Regions from separate parts of the Cricetulus griseus genome. Here region 2 is linked to region 1. The links are chromatin contacts, called in public Micro-C maps. All regions are on one chromosome and are shown on one strand. The core of a region is the stretch at or near the end of the contact, and the rest is flanking DNA. Distances in the headings are between cores, read along the strand shown.

The links. A called contact is a pair of places that touch in the nucleus more often than the background predicts.
Region 2: a contact with region 1 is called in a Micro-C map of the CHO-K1 cell line, with 4 times the contacts expected there. The contact joins the enhancer-like site here to the promoter of Ssbp3 in region 1. A contact is called at or near these places in 6 of 8 Hi-C or Micro-C datasets (the CHK-Q cell line, the CHL-YN cell line, the CHO-K1 cell line and 2 more).

Annotation. Positions count from the first base shown.
Region 1 is chr2:42,922,241-42,927,041 of CriGri-PICRH-1.0, forward strand. It overlaps Ssbp3 (single-stranded DNA-binding protein 3), which reads right to left and starts at 1,503. Exons shown (of 16, transcript XM_027402359.2): 1 at 1,178-1,503; 2 at 137-209. The coding sequence starts at 1,233. LOC118238212 (a long non-coding RNA gene) reads right to left here. Exons shown (of 3, transcript XR_004767979.1): 3 at 4,764-4,801.
Region 2 is chr2:43,001,596-43,006,786 of CriGri-PICRH-1.0, forward strand. No RefSeq gene overlaps it. Among named protein-coding and RNA genes, the nearest start is that of Acot11, 25 kb to the right of the region's middle. Within about 2 kb of position 2,801, at least 3 of the 6 cell types and tissues checked have open chromatin away from gene starts, as enhancers often do. A contact at or near this core is called in the CHO-K1 cell line, where this site is marked.

The sequences.
Region 1 (4,801 bases), core at 253-2,752:
CCAACTAACAATAAATGCCAAAAGGTGATAAAAATTCAAAATGGTGGCCACAGTGGCTGCTCCTGAAAACAAAGGCTCTAAGAATAGTGGGGAGGAGGGGGGTGTCAAGAAACTGGATGCTGAGAGTCCCACTCACCTCTGATAAGAAGGTCTGTGCAGATTTCTGTGCTCCTACGTGCAGTAAATATTCGTAGACGTATAAAGCTAACCTGGAAAGTGAGTAGGGGCAGAGAGAGAGAGAAAAGGGTCAGACCACACTGAGGCTCGCTCTGGACCTTGCCAGTCGACTCTGAGCCCGGTCTGTGCCATCCCATTGTGGCCATGACAAGAGAAGAGCACCTATCACCCCAGACAGGATCCGGGTCAGAACAGCTAATGAGTGGGTGGGTACCATAGACAAACTGCCCAAAGCGGCGGGAGCTGGAAAACCGTCCCCCAAACTTGAAGTTCCAAGTGCCACTGGGACCAAACCCATCTAGGTCTCACAAACTCGAAAGGCACAAGAGTCCAGAGCGGCTCTCCTTCTCCCAGCCCACTTGAGCTCGCTGCCGTAGCCCTGCTTCGGGGTCCGGGCAGACTCAACCCCAGTCCCGGTACTTGGCGCGCTCTGGAGAGGGCAGCAAAGCGCCGCCCTCAGCATCTCCCCCCGAAACAACTGTCCCCCAAGCCTGGGGCCAGGCCGGCGCCGCCTGCCCAGCCCAGCCCGGCCCGGCCCGGCGCCCCGGAGCGCACCGGGCTGGCGGCAAGGCCGCTGGCTGGGAAGGGAGAGCGCTCCTGGGCGAACAAAGCCCCCGGCACGCACTTCTCACGCCGCGGGCGGACAAAAGGAGCCTTCGGGGCTGCAGAAAGCCACGCGCCCCCTGCCCGCACTCGGTGGGCAAAGTGGAGCCCCCGCGCCCAGCCGGCCGAGCGCACCGGCTCACAGGGGGACCTCGCCCACCCTCGTCGCGGGCCCCCGCGTCCGCTCCGCTGCGCGCCTACCAACTACCCTCGCCCGCCGCTGCCCTGCCGCCCCTTCAGGGTGCCCCAGCCTCCGCCGGCACCCAACAATGGGCTCTCCACGCCGCCGCTGCTGCCGCCGCGGGGCAGAGACCCAGGGCCCAAGGCAGCGCGACCCCCGCGCCCACCTGCCTCCCGCCGCCCGCGGCGCGGCCCCACTCGCGAGAGGCTTGCTTACTTTTCCCGAGCCTGCCCGTCCGAGGGCACCGCCGAGCCTTTGCCTTTGGCAAACATGGCTTGCAGAGAAGAGGGCTCCGAGCCCGCCGCCGCCGCCGCCGCTACCGTCCGGTCTCCCGAGCTGCCCTGCTCCCGGCCCCCTCCCGGCGATCGCCCGCTCGCTCGCGCTCCGCTCGCCGCGCTCCCTCCCTCCCCGGCGCTGGCTCCGCGCTCTTTCCAGCTGTCAAAGCGTCAGCCCCGGCCGCGGCCCCATCGCCTTGGAACTCCTCCCGCGCCGGCTCGGCCTGAGCTGTGCCGCCGCCCGCCCGAAGCCTGCCAGCCGCTTGCTCGCTGCTCGTGGCCCGCGCGCCCGCCGCGCCGCCCGGCTCCGCCTGCGCCGCCCTCTGCGCCTTCAGCACCGCTGCCGCTGCCGTCGCCGCCGCCGCTGGTCTACTTGGAGCTCAACCGAAGTGGCTGCCCCGGCAGGAGCGCGGCGGGCGTCCACGCCCCGCGACGGACGGCGCGACGGCCAATCGGCGCGCGGGGGCGGGCCCGGAGGCCGGGAGGGACGCCTGTCAGCGCGGCCGCGCCAGTCCCGCTGCGCCTCCTCCGTGAGCCGCTGCCCGCTCGTGCGCTGGCCAGGGGAGCGGAGGGCGAGCCCTGGCGCTGGGGGGGCGGCGGCGGCGTGAGGGGCTCGGGCCTGGACCGGAGCACCCGGCCGGCGCCGCGGGGACTGGGCGATGCGGCAGTAGCCGCGAGGGAGGCGCGGACCCGGCTGGCCCGCGCGCCCCTTTCCGCGTCGCCCTGGTCCCCGGCGCCCCCGCCCTCCCCGCGCTGATCTTGCCCTCCGCGGGCCAGGACCCCGGCCGGCCCAGCTCCCCGCCCCACCCTGGGCTGCCTGCGCCCAGCCCGGCTCCCTGAGCCCGAGCCCGAGCCAGGACTGCACGCGGAGCTGGGCGGCCGAAGCTGGCGCCAAATCGCACGGCTGCTTCTTTACTAGATCGTTAAAATACTTTGGGAAACCCCAAAGTGGATCCGCGCGAAAATGGCCCTTGGCGTGCTCCGGGCGAGCCTCGGGAGAGGAAAGGGGGTTTTAGACTAGAAGGAGGCAGAGTGATTTCTCCCAAAATTTCTGAGGTGTGCCAACCCTGGCAAGTTAGCCCCCCTCGTCTTCTCCGCGGGCACTGGTTCCGTTTGGGTGAGGGACGTCACCTGGACGCCTCGCGACTCAGAATGCGCACCGCAGAAATCTCAAACTTCAAATAAATGGAGCTAAATTGGGGAGTAGGGGGGACCAGAGTGGGGGGAGGGGAAGCGTCCATTGTCAATGACCCAGGTGTACAATGGGAAATGGGGGGTTGGCAGAGTGACCAAGCTTTTTGCTACCGACTCCTTTCTGTCCAATCGAGGACCCCAAAAACCCTGCAGCGTACCCTCATTGAGGACTCCAGATCAGAAACTGGTGAAATAGGGATGGCTCCCCCATTTTCATACTGTTTTCAGAGCGCGGTTCTCTTTAAATGTGATAAAACACTGTCGGCACTGTCTCTTTAAAAGAGTCAAGCAGAAAAAGCTGTGTAAGCGCTGATTGGCTGCCTGTTTGGATACATCTTTAGGGGAGCCTTGAAACTGTTAGCCTAGGTTGATTTTTTTTTTTTAACTGCGCTGTTCCAATAAACAAGTAACGCCCCTCCCCCTAACATGCCTCGCACCAAACAATTAAAGGATAGGTCAGTGTCCTGGGGAAAACACGTTTCAAGTAGGAAAACTCAGGACTAGATTTCAACAAAATAAACAATAATTCCCTACCATTAAAGTTTGCTTATTTTGCTCTACAAAAGAGAGAAAGGGGGCTTTTAAAAGAAATGCCCCGCAGCAAACGGATCTGCACTGGTTCAGGAAGGAGACTCCGTGTGTGTTTTTGGAATAATGTTCTGCTCTTGTTAACAGCCTCCCTAAATTAGAATACAGCCTAACACCGTGGACCCCTCTGGACTCTGCTCTCTACTAGGAACCAGAGCTCAGACGGAAGAAGGGCAGGAAAAAAGAAACACTGAACCTTAGTTTGGGGATGTCTGTGCCAGCCCCTAGTTTAAAGGTTGTTTTGTCAAAGAGGGGAGAAGCACGGAGGTTGGGAGTTGAAATACAATGGTAGGGGGGAAAAAGGAAATAATTACAGTTATTTTTCCCCTAGGCGGTTTAATTTAATAGGGCCAACTTAAGGTACCTTAGAGCCCGCGCTAATTAAATCGGTCTGTTCATACCCTTCCTTTGGACTTCCTTGCATTTTTGATGGGCTAGGAATGGCCAGGGATGGCTTGTCAACACACTGACTCACAAGATGCCTGACTCACTGGTGTCTGCAGGGCCCGCGGATTACGAGGACCAGTTGGGTCTTGGGGGAGGGAAGGCGCTGCCCTTCGGGGGGCCCACAGTCAGGCACTCTCGAGCTGGCCATGCCCTCGCAGCCCCGGGGCTCTGGCGCCTCCGAGCCACTTGCACATACACTTTCTAGCCTGTCAGCTGGCAAAGGGTTTTATCTGGGGGAGGGGGTCTTTTAATCTCTTTTGATAGTCTGATGTTCCACCAGGCCAGGATTCTTCTTGCCTTTTCTCCCTCGCAAAAGGTCTGGCCCCTCCTTCCAGGACATGTGTGAGAGGAAGAGGGGGTGGTGTTTGTTCGGAGGCCCTGTGGTCTGCCCTTTGTGGAGGCTTCACAGTGTGAGGCTCCAAGTGGGTTGGTAGGTTCTTGTTGGAGCAAAAGGAGCTAGCTAGTGAGAAGACCGAGGCAGAGAGATCAGAGGAAGGTGTCTGAGCCCTTGGCTGTGGAGAGAAGGGGGCCGAGGGGTTCCATAAAACTGAGCCTTTCCACAGCCCCAGTGAGCATGCTGCAGCTGGCCATTACCCAGAATCCAGTAAGGTCAGAAGCAGGCCCAAACACCCATAGGTGCCCTTTCTGCCCGCAACTTATCTTTCCCCACTGAGTTCCCATACTTCCTTTGGAGCGCATTTTGGGGCTGACACCTCTGTCTGGAATGCCTCCGACTCCAGGCCCCTTCTCTCACCATTCTTCAAAGACTAACACTCCCTCCACAGATATACCTCCTTCCAAAAGATCCCTGCTCCCGACCCTGTCGGCGTGTGTCTCATTTGTTCAACTGAACCTGCTTAGTAAACGTCTCCATCCATCCTACCCATTGTGTAAGTCCCTTGTTTACTGTCTGTCTCCCCCACCAGACAGAAAGTAAGACCTAAACCTGAATCATCTGTGTGTCTCCTGAACCCAGCACAGGTCCCATACTGTGTGTATTCTGACACACCAGGACACCAGGGGACCCAGAGTAGGAAGAAAAAAAAAAAAAAAAAAAAAAAAAAAAAAAAAAAAAAAAAAAACCACCCCAGACCTGAAGTAGCTCCTGGCTGGCTGAAGAGATAAGAAACTGACGCCACCCACAATAGGATTAGATCAGTCCACACCCTCGCTTAAGCCCCACCCACCACAGCTTCTGCCACCTGGAAGTATACTATACTGTCAGATCCCAGGATGACCAAGCTATTTCCTATACCTACCCTAGCTGGACTCAACTTCTCCTTCCCAACACCTTTGTTTCGGAACCTGTTTATTAAACACCTACTGTGTACCAAAT
Region 2 (5,191 bases), core at 1,551-4,050, 81 kb after region 1:
TACAGGTGGCATACATTCACCCAAAAACACACACACACATGAATGAATAAAAAATAAAAAGAATCTAAAACAGCACCCGCATCATGTACACACACACACACACACACACACACACACACACACACACACGGGGGTGGGGTGGGGGTGGGGGGTGGGGGTTAATAATAGAGTGAAAGCTAACAGAGCCATGTCGGCATGGTGTTTGGGGAACTAAAGTGTGTCCAGCCCAGCCTGGGAGGTTCAGAAAGGGTCCTTGGAGAAGGTGCTCTGTCCCTTGGTAGGGCTGGGGACCCAGAGAACACCTGCACACATACTAAGTTCTCCCTTTTCTTATCCCATCGGAGGCTTCCTGGTTTGGTGTGTCAATAGGCCCATCCTCACATCTGTTTGGGGCCCCTTCCCTCCCTCCCTCTTCCCTCCCTACTTCCTCCCTCCCTCTCCAGGCCTGCAGGCTCACTCATGCCTCCTCTGACTCTAGGTCTGGCTGAAGAAAATTAAGTCAATGGGGAGGGAGGAGTTGACAAATAGAAGGTCTGGTAATTGAATTTTTTCCTCTCCCTCCCTCCACCCCCAGAGAGTGGGAGGAATGGCTCTGAAGACTAGCTCTCCCTGCTCAAGGAGCCCTGGCAGCTTCAACCCTCCCTGCCTAGGGTGCCAGAAGCAAGCAGAACCTTCTAGGATCTTGAGGGCCTAGCTTTGTACACAGGGGGAAACTGAGGCAGTGGAGGTCAGAGGTCTGTTCCCCAGGTGCCCAGTGCTGGAAGAGAAGCCAGGACTGGAAGAGAGAGGCCATCTAGGCCAACTCTCCAAGAAGGTGGGAACAGAAGCTGGGAGGGAGGGCTCATGTTCAGCAGTGGTCCCCTGAGCAACCAGTGCAGAAACCCAGCCGGTTCGGGCCCTGAGCAACTTCCTGCCCACCTCTGTCAATTCCAGAGTCTAGAGAATGGCCAGCCCGATAGGCACTGGGTGAGGTGAGCTTGTCTTCTGCCCAGCTGTGTGTGTGTGTGTGTGTGTGTGTGTGTGTGTGTGTGTGTGTGTGTGTGTGTGTGTGTGTGTCTTGTGTGTGTGTCTGTGTGTGTGTGTGTGTGTGTGTGTCTTGTGTGTGTGTCTTGTGTGTGTGTGTGTGTGTGTGTGTGGTCAAGCTGGAGCTGAAGGGCAGAGAGGAGGCCAGGCTGGAAGTAACCACAGGCTGCCTGCATCATCGTTCTGAAAAAAAGGGGAAGGCAGCGTGCATCTCACAGGCTGCTGTGAATTAGAGGGCACAGGCCCTTGGTTGGCCCCCAGTGAAGGGTCTGCTTTGCTTCACTGGAGGGCTGAGGTTCCTGGGATACCCGCATCTAGTCACAGGCCAGTGTCAGGAGTCAAACCAAGAAGTCTAGGACTTAGATGGGCTTGGAGCGGGAGGGTGTGTGTGTGTGGGGTGCCTGCCTCGCTCCGCCAGGCAGGAGGGAGCTGCGACGGGCGCCTACCCCCGCCACCCGGCCCAGCGGGCGTGGGCGCCGCGGCCCCGCCTAGCCGAGCGGCGGCGGCTGGCTGCTGCGGGAGCGTTTGATTTATTAAGCTAATGTTCTAGCACATTTTCTCCATCCCGTAATGAGCTGTTTCCACCAGGGGGTGTCTGCAGAGCGACTGCGGCTTCCGGCCGCTCCGGGAGGGAGGCTGGGCTGGCGGGCGGGCGAGGGGGTGTCTGTGGGGGTGCGGTCTGTGCTTCTGGGGAGGGGTGACTTGCAAAGCCTGGGCGGGCGATCTCCTGGAGAGGTGGAGGGGGAGCCATCGCTCTGCAGCCTGCGAACGACCCCGCCTTTCTCCCTGCTCCCTCCTGCCAGATCCGTCCATATCATGGGGCTTCAGAGGACGCGCTGTCGCCCATCTCTGAGTGACCCTCATCCACATCTCATGCTGCTGAGCCTCAGTCTGCCTGCCCCTCCTGCCTGGTTAGCTTCCTTGGTTGGATTTCTGTGGCTTGTTGTGACTGATAAGGCCCTTGCATTCCGACTCATTTAGGTTCAAATCCCATCCCAGTTACCTTCTAGAGGTGGACTGTTTGCCATTTTAAAATGGTGATGAAGACTGGTTTGTGAGGCTCTGTGGAGTTTAGAGACAGTGCTTGTGAAGCTCTGTACTGTGTCAGCACCCGCAGACACTAGGGCAGACCTTCTGGGCAATTGAGCTGACAATGCCTGGGACAGAAGCACTGAGAGATGGCACCCTGTACCCACCCACAGGCCTCACCTGCATCCACAGGTCTCACCTGCAGGTCTTAGCCCTGCACCTCGAGATCTCACCTGTAGTTTTTCTTTTTCTTTTTGTATTGTTTTGAGACAGGGTTTCTTCTTGTAGCCCTGGCTGTCCTGGAACTCACTCTGTAGATCAGTATGGCCTCAAACTCACAGAGATCGCCCTGCCTCTGCCTTCCAAGTGCTGGGATCAAGGGTGTGCACCACCGCCCCTGTAGGTTGTTTCTCTGTGCAACAGCCTTGGCTGTCCTGGAATTCGATTTGTAGACCAAGCTGGGGATCCACCTGCCTCTGTCTCGTGAGTGATCACCTGTAGTTCTGAATTCTGCATCCACAGGCCTCACCTTCTCTCACTGATGACAAGTTTTTTCTGTCTGCATAGAGGGTATGCGATGCTTTCCTCTCTCTCTCCCAGGAACCCACTCATTCTTTCATCCTTGTCCTTTGTTGCTCCTTTTCCTGAGCCCAGGCCTGTCACCCAGAAGGTGCTTATCAAGATATGGCCCTAAAACTACAAGTGTTGAAGATGCTGTTCCCCTGACTCATGCCTGGGAGGGCACGATGGTATGACTAACTCAGGCTTCTTGAGAGTTGTCTCAATCTGTTTTCTGTTGCCAACAACCCAGCACCATAGACTGGGTGAGAATGAGAAGAGAAGGGGTTTATTTTGGTTTGCATTCTGGTTTACTGTCACAGACCACATTTGGGGATGGCTTTTCTGCTGGCAGTGTCCCAAGATGCAGGACATCATGTGGTAAGAGTCTCTCTTTGTCTCTGTCTCTGTTTCTGTCTCTGTCTCTGTGTGTTCTCCTGTCTGCAAAAGCCATCAGGATTCGACCATAGGGTTCCATTCTGATGGACTTTTCTAATCCAGTCACTTCCCCAATGCTGACCTTTATTTATTTATTTATTTATTTATTTATTTATTTTTGGTTTTTCGAGACAGGGTTTCTTTGTGGCTTTGGAGGCTGTCCTGGAACTAGCTCTTGTAGACCAGGCTGGTCTCGAACTCAGAGATCCACCTGCCTCTGCCTCCCGAGTGCTGGCATTAAAGGCGTGTGCCACCACCGCCCAGCCACTGACCTTTATTTTTAAACTTACATCTATTTATTGTGTATGGGCATATTGTGTGCCACACATGTGGAAGTCAGAGAACACTGCATGAGTCTGATCTTTCCTTCCACCCTGTGGGGCTTGGGGATTGCACTCAGTTGTCAGGCTTATATGGCAAGCACCTTTACCCAGTGAGCCATCTTGTAGGCCCAAAGCCTGCCTTGAAACAGCATCCCTGGTTAAAATGCCACTCTCTTAGTGCCTCACAACCGGGATTAGATTTCAACATGATCTTCTGGTACGGCCAAACTAGCAAAATACCAAGTACCTTCTCTGACAGAATGAGGAAAACAAAGCCTTGTTCATAGTAATGAACAGAGAGCTGTGGCTGCAGGTGAGGTCTGTGGGTGCAGGGCTAAGGGTTGCAGGTGAGGTCTGTGGGTACAGAGCTAGAGCTGCAGGTGAGGTCTGTGGGTGCAGGGCTAAGGGTTGCAGGTGAGGTCTGTGGGTACAGAGCTAGAGCTGCAGATGAGGTCTATGGGTGCAGGGCTAAGGGTTGCAGGTGAGGTCTGTGGGTACAGAGCTAGAGCTGCAGATGAGGTCTATGGGTGCAGGGCTAAGGGTTGCAGGTGAGGTCTGTGGGTGTAGGGCTAAGGGTTGCAGGTGAGGTCTGTGGGTGTAGGGCTAAGGGTTGCAGGTGAGGTCTGTGGGTACAGAGCTAGAGCTGCAGGTGAGGTCTTTGGGTGCAGAGCTAGGGCTGCAGGTGAGGTCTGTGGGTGCAGGGCTAAGGGTTGCAGGTGAGGTCTGTGGGTGCAGGGCTAAGGGTTGCAGGTGAGGTCTGTGGGTGTAGGGCTAAGGGTTGCAGGTGAGGTCTGTGGGTACAGAGCTAGAGCTGCAGGTGAGGTCTTTGGGTGCAGAGCTAGGGCTGCAGGTGAGGTCTGTGGGTGCAGGGCTAAGGGTTGCAGGTGAGGTCTGTGGGTGTAGGGCTAAGGGTTGCAGGTGAGGTCTGTGGGTGCAGGGCTAAGGGTTGCAGGTGAGGTCTGTGGGTGCAGAGCTAGAGCTGCAGGTGAGGTCTGTGGGTGCAGGGCTAAGGGTTGCAGGTGAGGTCTGTGGGTACAGAGCTAGAGCTGCAGATGAGGTCTATGGGTGCAGGGCTAAGGGTTGCAGGTGAGGTCTGTGGGTGTAGGGCTAAGGGTTGCAGGTGAGGTCTGTGGGTGTAGGGCTAAGGGTTGCAGGTGAGGTCTGTGGGTACAGAGCTAGAGCTGCAGGTGAGGTCTTTGGGTGCAGAGCTAGGGCTGCAGGTGAGGTCTGTGGGTGCAGGGCTAAGGGTTGCAGGTGAGGTCTGTGGGTGCAGGGCTAAGGGTTGCAGGTGAGGTCTGTGGGTGTAGGGCTAAGGGTTGCAGGTGAGGTCTGTGGGTACAGAGCTAGAGCTGCAGGTGAGGTCTTTGGGTGCAGAGCTAGGGCTGCAGGTGAGGTCTGTGGGTGCAGGGCTAAGGGTTGCAGGTGAGGTCTGTGGGTACAGAGCTAGAGCTGCAGGTGAGGTCTGTGGGTGCAGGGCTAAGGGTTGCAGGTGAGGTCTGTGGGTACAGAGCTAGAGCTGCAGATGAGGTCTATGGGTGCAGGGCTAAGGGTTGCAGGTGAGGTCTGTGGGTGTAGGGCTAAGGGTTGCAGGTGAGGTCTGTGGGTACAGAGCTAGAGCTGCAGGTGAGGTCTTTGGGTGCAGAGCTAGGGCTGCAGGTGAGGTCTGTGGGTGCAGGGCTAAGGGTTGCAGGTGAGGTCTGTGGGTGCAGGGCTAAGGGTTGCAGGTGAGGTCTGTGGGTGTAGGGCTAAGGGTTGCAGGTGAGGTCTGTGGGTGTAGGGCTAAGGGTTGCAGGTGAGGTCTGTGGGTGTAGGGCTAAGGG